Regions from separate parts of the Neogale vison genome. Here region 2 is linked to region 1. Evidence: chromatin contacts called from public Hi-C data. All regions are on one chromosome and are shown on one strand. The core of a region is the stretch at or near the end of the contact, and the rest is flanking DNA. Distances in the headings are between cores, read along the strand shown. Region 1 has its middle 51 kb from the start of OPRD1. Region 2 holds the start of SRSF4 (serine/arginine-rich splicing factor 4).

Region 1 (6,009 bases), core at 525-3,024:
TTATTACCTGGTGGGCAGGTGAAACTGGAAGCAGGTGAAAGGTGTGTCAGTAGGCTTGGGAGACTGCATGTGTGTGACCGCTTTCCCCATGTAGTCTACACAGTTAGAGACCGAGGGGTGCCAAGTGTCTAGATTTCTGGTTAAAGGAACTAAAGCTTCTCTGGTGCTGTGAAGCACCCCCCCCGTACCCCGTATCAGGAAGCATCCCCTAGATCTAGGGGCTCAGTCATACCCTCTGCTAGACTGTGAGCTTCTTGAGGGAAGGTACCCGGGTCCTGAAGCCTAAAACAAGACCTGACTTGGAAGTTGCAGTGAATTTGGTGGGGGCAATACATTAATTTATGACCTTGATATAATATTAACATCAATAATCATAAGTCCTAACACTTTTTAGAGGCTTTTGAGACTGACACTGTTCTTTTTTTTTTTTTTTAAGATTTTATTTACTTATTTGACAGAGAGAAATCACAAGTAGGCAGAGAGGCAGGCAGAGAGAGAGAGAGGGAAGCAGGCTCCCTGCTGAGCAGAGAGCCCGATGCGGGACTCGATCCCAGGACTCTGAGATCATGACCTGAGCTAAAGGCAGCGGCTTAACCCACTGAGCCACCCAGGCGCCCTGACACTGTTCTTAATACTTTACATGGATCATTTCATTTAATTCTCACAACAATCCTTGAGGAGAATACCTTTCAAAAAAAAGGTTTTTTTTTTTTTTTTTTTTTTAAAGATGTTTATTTATTTGAGAGAGAGAAGGGACAAGGGAGAGAATTTCAAGCAGACTCACCTAGAGTCGGGAGCCCCACGCAGGGGCTTCATGCCGGCCTCAAACCCATGACCCTGAGAGCAACCGACAGTCAAACGCTGAACCAACTGAGCCACCCAGGTGCCACGAGTAAAGTACTTTTATTGACTCCATTTTACATCAGAGGACCTAGCTTGGAGAGGGTTAGTAGCTTGTTCAAATCAAGGGCAACGCTGGGGATTGAGACCCAGGCAGTTTGACTCCAGGACCCATCTAATAGGGAAGACCACTGAACTCCCAGGAAGTCACTTGCCTTTACTGGGCCTCAGTTCCCCCCTATTTGCCCCAAAATTAGGTAGCAAGGGGTGGGGGCTTGGACCAGTGATGATGTAAGCCCCTTCCAGTGCTGGTGGGATGGACCATAGAAGGGCGACAGTTTCTGACAAAAGTGGCAAGATGGGGATGGGAGGAACAAGAACCATATTTACTGAACGGCACCTATTGTGTACCAAACCTGTGCCTGGGACTTAACATATATCACTAATTCTCAGTAAAGTGTTGTAAGATTTATAGTTGAGGAAACTCAGATTCGTTGAAGTGACTTGCTCAGGGTCACACAGGACTAAATGGGGAGGGGCAGGTGATGCAGGTGAGTCTCACTCCTTTCCTACCACCCTTCCAGCCCTTAGGTTAGGGGCAGCACCACGTGGCAAATTGCATCATACTTTTACCGTATGACGTCAGACACCACACCACCCAATCCACGAGCTCCCTACCCAGTCCTCCCCTGACCCTCGGGTCAACACCGGGCCGCTCAGAGCTCGGAGACCGCACCTGCAGCCCCAGCCCTTTCCCGGTTGCGACGCTCGCACTTCTCCGCACCGTCCTCTTCCCCGCCCCGCCGATTGGCAGTTGCCTCTGCCAATCAGGAGGCCTCCCGGGACGGGGGCGGGGCCTCACTCCAGAGTTGCCCTGTCAGTGCAGGTGGAGGCCCCCGGCGGGGCAAAGTGGCAGGAACCTCTTAAAGGGCGAGAGCGGCGCAGAGCGAGAACGCGGCCCGGCCCGGCCCGGCCAGGTCCCCGCCCCGTCTGGCCCAGGTGAGCCTGGACTGTCTGGGGGCGATCCCAGGTCCCCGGGAGCAACGGAGTGAGGGACAGATGGACCTACTCCCAAGGGCCTGTGCGGTCCCGGTAGGGGGGAGACCAGGGTCTAAGGGCCAGGGGAGGGGGGCTTTAAGGGTCCCAGTTTCCAAGGTCCGAACTGGGGTCCACAGGGGCCTGGACGTCTGGAAGTTCAGGGTGCAGGGAGGGGCGCGGGCGAGAGGAGAGGGGTTCGGGAACTCGGGTCCGCGGCTGGACGCTTGCGGCTGGCGGTCCCTGGCGGTCCCGGCCTGTGTGGGGCGGGGGTCCTGGGTTCGGTCTCCGCGGGCGGGTCCCTGCAGAGTGCTGCGGCCCCAGGTGCCCCCCCACCAGCCCCGCCCTGTCCCGCCCGTAGGCTCCTGCCCGGCCCGGGCCCGCCGCAGCGCTGGCCGGAGCGGGAGGGCGGGCGGCGCGCTGCGGGAGGGGGCCCCCCCGGGCCTGGAACCCCGCTCCCGGCCCTTACGTAACTGACTTTGAGTTTCGGAACTGAGGGACCCGTGAGCTGGGGTGCCAGCTGTGCCAGCCAGTATGGCCCTTCTGTCGCCGCCCCAGCCCCGCACGCTCCCTTCCAGGCTTGGTCTCGGGGGACTTTCCTCGGTCTCTGGTCTCCCCAGTCTGTCGGTCTCAGATATTCCTGCTTGCTCTCATTCCCCGATTCCCCGTCTCCCTCATATCTCCTCTCTCCGCGGTCCTGTTTCTCTCATCCTCAGTCTTTCCTCGGGAGTTTTCTCGTCCTAACCTACACTTTCCAGAGGACCTCACCTCTTTTTGGTAGAACCCGAGTTCTCCCCTTTAGCAAATTGGAGGTGGGGACTTGTCCAAACAGACCCCAGCCTAAGCTTGCCCTAGAAGGGGAGAAGGTAGGACTATTCCTGAGGGTTGGTGAGGAGGGGGTGTTATTTCAAGGCCCACAGCTTCCCTGGGGTGGGAGTGGCTCAATGTGACCCCTCAAGTTCACGGACTAGGGCTGAAGGCAACCCCTTCTCTGCTTCTGGAACCCTTATCTCCAGAAGAAGGAGGCTTGGGGAATGCCTGGCCAGGCCTGGTGCTTAGGGCAGCTGGGAGTCCCTGTGAGAGCTGCCTAGTGTCAGGTCTAGGTCAGATCCTCAGCGACTGAAGGGGAGTGGGAGGGGCCAGAGCATTGGCACCCAGCCCCTGAGGTTTCAGCAGGCTCCCTACCTTCACCCCAGTTACAGGCCTGGGCAGGAGGCTGGGGATGGGGAGGGGATCAACAGGAGGAGGTCAGAGGACATTTGTGTGGAGGTAGAGAGAGGGTGGAGATAGAGGTGACAGACTGTCAGGTCTGAGGAGCATGTACTGGGGTCGCCCCCTGCCTTTAAGGCCCCTCTGAGTGCCAGTGAGACAGACACCTCAGAGATAACTCCTGTGCCCTGCTGCTGTTGGGAGTGGGTGAACAAGCAGTTAACAGCAGCCACGAGGTGGGAAAGATTAATTCTGACTGGGACTGTGGAAGGAGAGACTTGGCAGAGGAAGGTGGAAGGTTTGGGAGGAAGGGGATCCAGAAGCTTTAGGGAACAGAGAGGGGTAAGGAAAGGGAACTTTGGGTGTCCTGCAGGCTTTGTCTGCAGCAGAACTGGGTTTAAATCTTGGTCCTGGCACTTTGCTGTGTGACCTTGCATGAGTCACTTCCCCTCTCCGAGTCCCCAGCTCTTCCTCAGTCCATAATCCAGACCTCACAGGCGTTAGCATAATCAGATGAGGTAATAAGTGTGCAGTGACCAGAATGATAGCTGGCCTGGAAGCAGGCCAGTGGGAGTGTTTTAAGAAGGGAATGGGGTGAGAATGTCCTGAGGTTTCCTCTGTGTATTAGGAGGAAGGGTTCCGCCGGCCTCCCCGGGGCTGGGTCTGGGAGGAGCTCTGGGTATGCTATCACGTGATCAGATTGCCCACTAAGGGGGTGTCTGCCCTAGCCAAGCCTGGGAGGTAGGGGCTGGGCAGGACCCAGCAATGTGAGGGGCAGCTGGAACACCTGCATGGGGGTGGCGATAGTCAGTGAGGAGAAGCGATGGCACACCCGTTTCTCTCCCAATCAGCCCATCCCTGCACAGCCTAGACCAGGCTGGCCTCCCTCTTATAGGTTGCAGGTGCCTGTAGAAGCTCCCAGGAAGCCCAGGTCGCTGCACCCACTAGACCAGTGGGGGTGGGGCCCCTGGAAGGGCAGGGCCAGCACCCACTCTGCAGAGTGGACCCTGGCCAGGAGCCTGGCTGGCTGTGCTGGGCAGGACTATCCCAGCCTGGCTGGGAAGATGCTGACGCTGTACAGGCCTCCGGAGGCCCACAGCTCTGCTGGCTGCGGCTGTGCCCAGCTGATGGGACCCAGACTTCGGGGTGAGACAGAGGCCAGGGAAGCAGTGAGGAAGGGAGATGCAAGGAGCCACCTGGGGTGGGGTTGAGGAGAGCCTGAGCAGAGCTGCTCTGTGGAGCCGAAGAGGAACTGCATGGGTTTGTCGCTAAGCCCTTCCTGAGCACCATGTATAGGTCTGCTAGCCGCAGAGCTCAACAGGGGTACCCACAAAGGGCTCCCCGTAAAGGTCATGGAGGCCTGATATTGGTTGGAGGCTTGCAGAATGGATCTTTATGATAGTCCCCTAGTGGGGGTGGGGCACTCAGGTTTTTCCTTGGGCCTGGGATTCTGATGTTTATTTAGTAAAGGGGGCAGTGTTCTACTCCCTTATAGTCTGTGGGCCCATCACTTTTCTCCCTGGGCCTCAGTTTCTCTTTCTGTGAAATGAGAAGGTCAGATGAGCCTAGAGTCTCAAGGGTCTTTCAGCACCCATTATTAGAGCCTCCAGGACCTGGTTTACCTGACATGAAGGGAAGGGGGAAGAATGGGGCAAGGGCAAGGTGGAGTGTGATGGGCCCTTGTGTCCTGTTCTTGGCCCGTGTTCTCTAATCATAATTAGAGCCACATTTACTATGCACTGTGCTCTATGCTAAGCCTTTAATATGCAGCATTAACTAATATCCTTATAATCCCATGAGGGACTAGGTATTATTCCTGTTTCTCAGGAATTTAGGGAAGTGAATCTACTTGACCAGAGTGACACAGCTTGGAAGTGGCTGGGCTGGGATTTGAACAAAGCTCTGTCTGACCCCTCTGTCTAGACTCAGCTGAAAGGGGAAGTAACTACCTGGTAGGTCCTACGACTCCCATGATACCCCCTACTTTACCTCTGGAACCTGCCTGGCCCTTACTGCGTGAGCTTGGAGCTCTGGGATATTTATTCTGGGGAGCTGGGGACAGACTGTGCAGGTGCTCACAGGCTTGGTGTATGTGGGGGAGGAAGAACAGGTCAGGGCCTTACTTGGGGTTTCCTCAGTCAGCACCCCCTGACTGCCCAAGGAAATGGTCTGGGTACTGAAAGGGGACCTTGGATGTATGGCTCACCTTTGGACCTCAGTTTTTCCATCTATAAAACGGGGGTTTTAGTAGTTGAGTGCAGACATTCCTTGGCCAATGGATTTGTGGCTGAAGTTGGTAATGAGGTAAAAGGTTAGAGGGAGGGTCAGGGTAGCAGCAGCTGAGCCCATGGAAGAAGAATTTGGGTCAGAAACAGCTCTGATCCTGGGCTGACCATTAGATAAGTATTTCAGATGAAAGGCCTGGTGCTGGAGAGGTTCAGAGTCTTTTCTGGGGCTGTCCCACTAGTAGTACAGGCACTGGGGGGAAAAAAACCAAGGGAAGGTCCGGAGAACAAAATCCAGGCAGATGTCTGTTGGAATCCTGGCTGCTCCACTTAACTAGGCTTGGAAATCTGAAGGGACACAGCCAAGTGCACACAGAGAGGAGTCCTCACTGTCCTCATCTATAAAATGGGAGTAGTAAGAATTTTGCCTTCGTCCACTTCCTGGGTCATTGTGAAGGTCAAAGGAGGTGAAATAGTTGTAGCATCAGGTGGGAACGCTGGTTATTTTTCAGTCCAAAGCTGCAATTCTGGGTGTGTGTTTGTGGGGAGAGGGCACTTCTGACAGCCCCTCGGCTGAGAGGCTGTACCCTGGGGATGAGCTGGAGAACAGCCCGAAGAGTACCACCATCATTTACTGACAGGTTACACGGGCTGGGTACCGGGCCCAGAGCTTCACTTCTATTGTCTCTTTTAATCCCTA
Region 2 (5,904 bases), core at 3,204-5,703, 260 kb after region 1:
TTTTTAGATAAATTACTCCAGAACCAAATGCCTTACTTACAGAAAGATTCAAAGACCTGGACCATAGGGGTTCAACATGCCATTATTTTTGAAGGCAGAACTGCCTGTGGACAAAAAGGTGGTGGGGTCTTTTTAAAGGGAGAGTGTTTGCCTTTTCTTTGTCATTCCTGGCACTCATTAGTTGTGCCATTATCATAAAAATGATAATGTATTTATTGCTATTTGGTGGTGGGTGAAGATAATCTCCCACAGTTCAATTAACCAAAAACCAATAACCTGGAACATTAAACTAATTATATTTCCATTATTGCTCCTTTAAAACGAAAAGACAGGAAACTAAACAAAACAAGCTCCATCAAGGACTCAGAGAAAAATCCCTGTGTAGGGTCTGGGTTGGGGGATTCATCTCAGTATCTAAAAATCTAACAATGCTCTGCAGTGATCAGGGACAAAACCAGTAATTCTGACTCACCAAAGGGTCTCAACATATTAAAAAAAAAATTAAGGTAGCTTCTACTTGAAGGGATTTTTGAGGACGGTGGAAATAAAAACTTCCTGCTTATACTTAAGAAGTTGTGCAAATCCAATTAAACAGAAAAGAACACCCCCTGAGAATTCTGGCTACTCACAATTTCACTGCAATATGAAGCACAGGGTGAAATATATAGCCAAGTTTCTCTGTAGAGTTTTAATTCATGTCTTTGGTTAACTTAAAAATAAAACAAAAAACCCTCAATGATTTGGGGCCTAGCTCCTAGGCAAGTAAAATAATCTCAGGGAGTGATAAATTTCTTAACTAAGATATGGAAAAAGTAAGATATAAAGATCTACAACTGTAACCAAAAGATTTTGTGGCAAGAGAAACTACCATATGAAAAACCTTCTACACTTCACATGATTTATTAATAAAGAAGAAAGCCCACAGAACTCACAAATAATCAAAGGAAGCAAAAGTTACCAGAGTTGGAAGGCTATAGACAGGCACTGCTAATCCTGTTGTTTCCTTGACCCCTGGTCCCATAGTGGCTCTTGCTGGAGTTAGTGTGGCAGGTATGAATGTAGGAGACCCTACATACCACCTGGCGTGATCTACAGGGTCCTGGGAGATCTACATCATGTAGTGGTCCCAAATGAACCACCTTTTTAGGAATTCTCTGAAATAAAGGCAATCTAGATTAGGTCCCCTGGAATAATAAAATGGCAGGGAATGGACTATTGCATATACATTTTTTGAAATCCCAAGAGGATCCATAAAATCCTCACCTGGACACTAAATCTCCCTTCACCTTCTTCATCTGCTTCCTCATTTGGTGAACTTCCAATTACACCAGTACTTTATGCCTATTTAATTCTGAACATATCTACTGTCCACTGATACATTTCACTACATTTCACACTACAAGTTTGAACTCTTGTTCACAATTCATCAAAATCCTATCCCTCCAAAATCTGCTTCAGAGGTTTGATTACTAATAATTACAAGTCAGGTATGTAAAAAATGCTTCTCAAGGAGACCTACTATCCTTATGTCCAGAACCACAGGCTTACACGTTTCTGAATTACGCCATCTTTCCCTTTTGTACCTCCTCCTTCCTTTCAGACTCCTCCGCACTTCTACAATCTAGTCCAGTCAGTTCTTGCTCTAAATCCATCTACACCATTGGTCCTCTGCTCAGCAGTCCCGTTCCTCGGCAGGGATTCCTGAATGCTGCCACATGTGCCAGTTTAATTGTTTCACCTGCCTTCGAATCCCTGAAATGACTTCCCATTCCTCATTTCAGCCTTCAGTTTCAATCACTGATTTCACATATATCATGGTTTAGCAGCAGATCTGCTAAGAGAATAGTTCCCCCAAAGAGACCCAGGTATTTAAGGTTTTGCAAGAATCTGCCCTTTCTCTCCATTTTCCAGATTGCTCAATTATTCCCTCCAGAGCCTTTCAATTCCTATCCATGATTTTTGGATGCTCAGTGTAAAATCTTATAGTCGATGCTTCTGGTTCATGTTGTTCAAATCAAGCTAAATCCCTCATGAGACTCAATCCAAGCCTGATTCCTCATTCTTTCTCAAAAGTGTTCCTTACTGGACCACCTCCTCATCACCGGTTATGACATACTTTATTCCCAGACACTTTATTTCAAGCCCCAGTCAATTCTTTCTTCAAAGCCCATTTCAAACAAATCTCTTCCAACAAACTATTCCAAGTTTTACTTGAGTTTAAAGTGAGGGCAAGCATTTCTTAACTCAGAATGGACATGTTCTAACTGTCAACACTTAATTTACTCAAGAGCAGAAACTGTTTTTCTTTCTTTCCAATCCATTTAGCACAGTAGCAGTCATCTCGTTGGTGGGTTATTAACATGTTTGTCCCATTAACCTTTTTACCATTAACATCAACATTATTTCCTGCTATCACTTGAGTAACTTTAGAAAACAGACCTCACCAAATATCCTTCATGTTACCAAATACTGAAACTGTCTCCTAATGATCACAGTCAAAACCCATTTGATTACAGCTACCATTTACAGCTATGAGCCAAATACTTTATAATTATCTCTAGTGCTCCTTTCCCTTGTAGATAAGAAAACTGACAACAAAATTTACTGTCAACTTAGTTGGCCTCTGAAGAAAACGGGGAGTTTCCACTTCATCTTTCATACATGTATCAAGCAACAAAACCCCACTTTATCTAGTACATTCCTTGAGAACCAAAAGCTCTATTGTACCAAGTGAGTAATTTCCTAAACCTTTTACTCTAAATCGGTATTCGGTATTCATAGTAAACACTTAAAAAAAAAAGTCTTTTTTTTTTTTAAAATCTCTACACCCAACATGGGGCTTGAACTTACAACCTGGATAACAAGAGTTTCATGCTCCACCGACTGAGCCAGCCACGTGCCCAATAATAAACACTTTTATCGAAGACATTTTCCTTAGTAAGAAGGTGAGTCTTCCTAACAATCTCTTTGAAATGACTTTTTAAAGCCAACCAACAATGTGAGTATATAGAAGCTACCAATTTGTCTCAAATGTGCAACTGAGGTATTTTTCCTAACTTCTCAAGTGTTAGTTGCTAGTATTACAATGGAGAGTAACCTGTAACCATTATCAGACCTGTTGCAAATGTCTTTCATTTTTTTTTCTCCAAATAAGCCAAGAGTTCCTCTAACACTCAAGGTTTAGTGCCCTAAAATGTCCCCCCCACTCCTTTTAATTTTTAGACCTATGTGTTTGATGTCCTACCTAACGTTTCCCGGCTCTCATAGTTTTCCCCGTTGAGTATCTTCTCCAAGTCGGACTCATCTCTTTCCCCTGAAACGTGTAGCCCCGGGTGGCCCTGCTTTGCCAAAGTAGATCAGAAGTATATAGAAGCTATCAATTTGTCTCAAATGTGCAACTGAGGTATTTTCCCTAACTTCTCAAGTAACAGACTAAACCCGGGGAGGCAGTAAATTAGCAATTTCGAGCTGTGAATCTCCGTCTGCTTAACTAGCTGCCGCAGATACTAGCCAGGGAGGCCACGACCTTCTAACAAATTCTACAACGACAAACCAATTTTTTGGCAAGTCGTAGAACGGAAACCACAGCATGGAAACTCTGTACGGAGTTTGAAAGATAACGAATCAAGACTTTAAATTACCCTTGTAGGGGGGAACCGTCAAGGCTTTCAGCGCGGCAAGACGATACTTTCGAAACTGTCACTAGACTACTCACGCAAACCCGAGTCTCCCGCCCAAAAAAAGTGTGACACATGCACGTCAAAAAAGTGCCTCCCTCCGGAGCTCCTGGCCTCGCGAAAGATGCGTGGTGACTGTCTGATCCATTAGACTGGCCAAGAGGTGAAAAGCGAGCAGGAAATCCTGTTTATTTCCAGCAGCCCTGAGAGCGGGAAAGGTCGGTTTCTATCCGGAGACGAACCAGACCCTACTGCCGGGGCCCGGGAAGGAAAAACCCAGGCCTCCCCGGCGCCCTGGAGCCGTACCCTCCCGCCCGGAGCCCCAATCCCACTCGGGTTTTCCTTCTCCCCGTCCCACTCAGATCCTCACCGTCGCTCCCATTATCCCTCCACCACCCCCACCCGCGCAGGCGCAGTGGGAACCAGGGCCTACCCGCGCCCCCGAGGCGCCGCGACTATGGCGGAGCCTGAGCAAGCCAGTAGCAGCTCCGCGCCGGGCAGGCGTCCCTCTCCCGTTCCCGCGGCCTCCCCACCACCGCTGGGGCCCTGTCCCCACCCGGCCGACCCCTCTTCTGCCCTCCTCACCCGTTCTTCAGATCCACCTCCAGGATCTTCCCGTAGCCCTTAAAGAAGCGCTCCACATCGCGCTCTCGGGCCTGGTAACTCAGGCGGCCGATGTACACCCGCGGCATCCCGGCAACAGCGGCGGCGGCTTGGCCCGGCCCCAGCCCCCTTAGGCGGCGGCCGGCGAAGCGAGAGCGCGGCGACGGCGGCGGCGGCGGCGGCAACGGGCGAGCGGCGGGACGGACGCAGCCGAACCCCAGCGACGTACGTACGCGAGCACGCAGCACGCGAGCGCGCGCCTCCCGCCTTCCCCGCCCTCCCCGCAGGCGGAGGGTAACGGGAGGGAGCGCGCGTTCGCTTCCCGCCCGGCCAGGAGTGGGGGCGGGGTTTGCCCAGGGGCGCGCCGGCGTGGGGCGGGGCCAGGTGACCGACAGGCGGTGCGTGCGGCGCGGGGCAGTCCTCCCCCCGCCCCCCGCCTCTCCGCACGTCCTCTCGCGAGTTCGCTGTGTTTGGGCCTGCGCCGCATTCGCAGCCGGGTGGCTTCGCTCCTCCCCCCGGAAGTGCCTGCAACTGTCCCGGCCCAGCGAGCGTTTCTGCTTTTGTCCTTTGAACCGGGAGTGGTTTCGACTTCTGAGCAGCTTTGTAGTTAAGTCTGGCTTCCAACCGTCTTTGTATCCGTGACCTTGGACCCGTTACGCGCCAGCTCTCTAAGCCCCATTTGTCTTCTCTGTATAAGAGGGATAGAAATTCCAACCTTCCAGAGCCAACTGGAAAATTATATATGAGCATAGATACGTCAAGCACTTAGTACTGTTCCCAGCACATTGCAAGTGTCCAATAAATACCAAAATTATTTTAAAAATAGGACAGGTTGTTTCAATAGAAGCAGTGTGGAAGGTGGGGAAGGCTGGAGTTTTGAAGCTAGATTGGGCTTGATACTGACTAAATTATTTGGCCAGTTTATTTTCTATTGTAAAATTAGAGTGATTTATCCCATTTCAATGGACTAAATGGATAACTAAGTGGGGTAATATATATGGAAGAATATACTGCCTGGAACAGTATCTGGACCGAGATAGGAACTCAAATATTGGTATATATATATAGTTATTTCATTTAAAAAATATCTGAGAGAAAGAGGAAGCACAGGCGGGTTAAGGGGTAGAGGGAGGAAACAGTCTTCCCGCTGAGCAGGGAGCCCAAGGCAGGGCTCTGTCCATGGCCCTGAGACCAGGACCTAAGCAGAAGGCAGAGTCTTAACCTACTGAGCCACTCCGGTGCCCCTTAAAATTACATTTTGAAAGGATAATTCATTAACTGTTTCAAATGATACAGTGGAAAGTCTTCCCATCTCCGTCCTCTGGCCATCTCGTTTCCCTTCCCAGAGGCAAACAACGTAATCAGTTTCTTAAATGCCCTTTGGCAGGTATTTTACACAAAGCAATAGGGGTGTGCTATATGTACAGTTTCGTGCTTACTATTATTTTGAAAGTCATTCCATCAGTACAAAAGAAGCTTCCTCAGGATTATTTTTATGGCTTATGAAATGGCGTTATACACAGTAATTTATTTACTCAGTGCCCTACTGAAGGATACTGAGGTAGGTTCAAGCCATTTGTTTTAACTGCTGCAATGAGTAACTTTGTATATACATATATGTAGT

Evidence for each region. Hi-C and Micro-C count contacts between places; a contact is called where the count stands out from the background.
Region 2: a Hi-C map of muscle shows a contact between it and region 1, with 5 times the contacts expected there. The contact joins the promoter of SRSF4 here to the enhancer-like site in region 1. A contact is called at or near these places in 2 of 3 Hi-C or Micro-C datasets (fibroblasts and muscle).

Annotation. Positions count from the first base shown.
Region 1 is chr2:21,621,822-21,627,830 of ASM_NN_V1, forward strand. No RefSeq gene overlaps it. Among named protein-coding and RNA genes, the nearest start is that of OPRD1, 51 kb to the left of the region's middle. Within about 2 kb of position 1,775, the one cell type or tissue checked has open chromatin away from gene starts, as enhancers often do. A contact at or near this core is called in fibroblasts, where this site is marked.
Region 2 is chr2:21,879,661-21,885,564 of ASM_NN_V1, forward strand. SRSF4 (serine/arginine-rich splicing factor 4) reads right to left here and starts at 4,454. Exons shown (of 6, transcript XM_044237618.1): 1 at 4,263-4,454. The coding sequence starts at 4,369.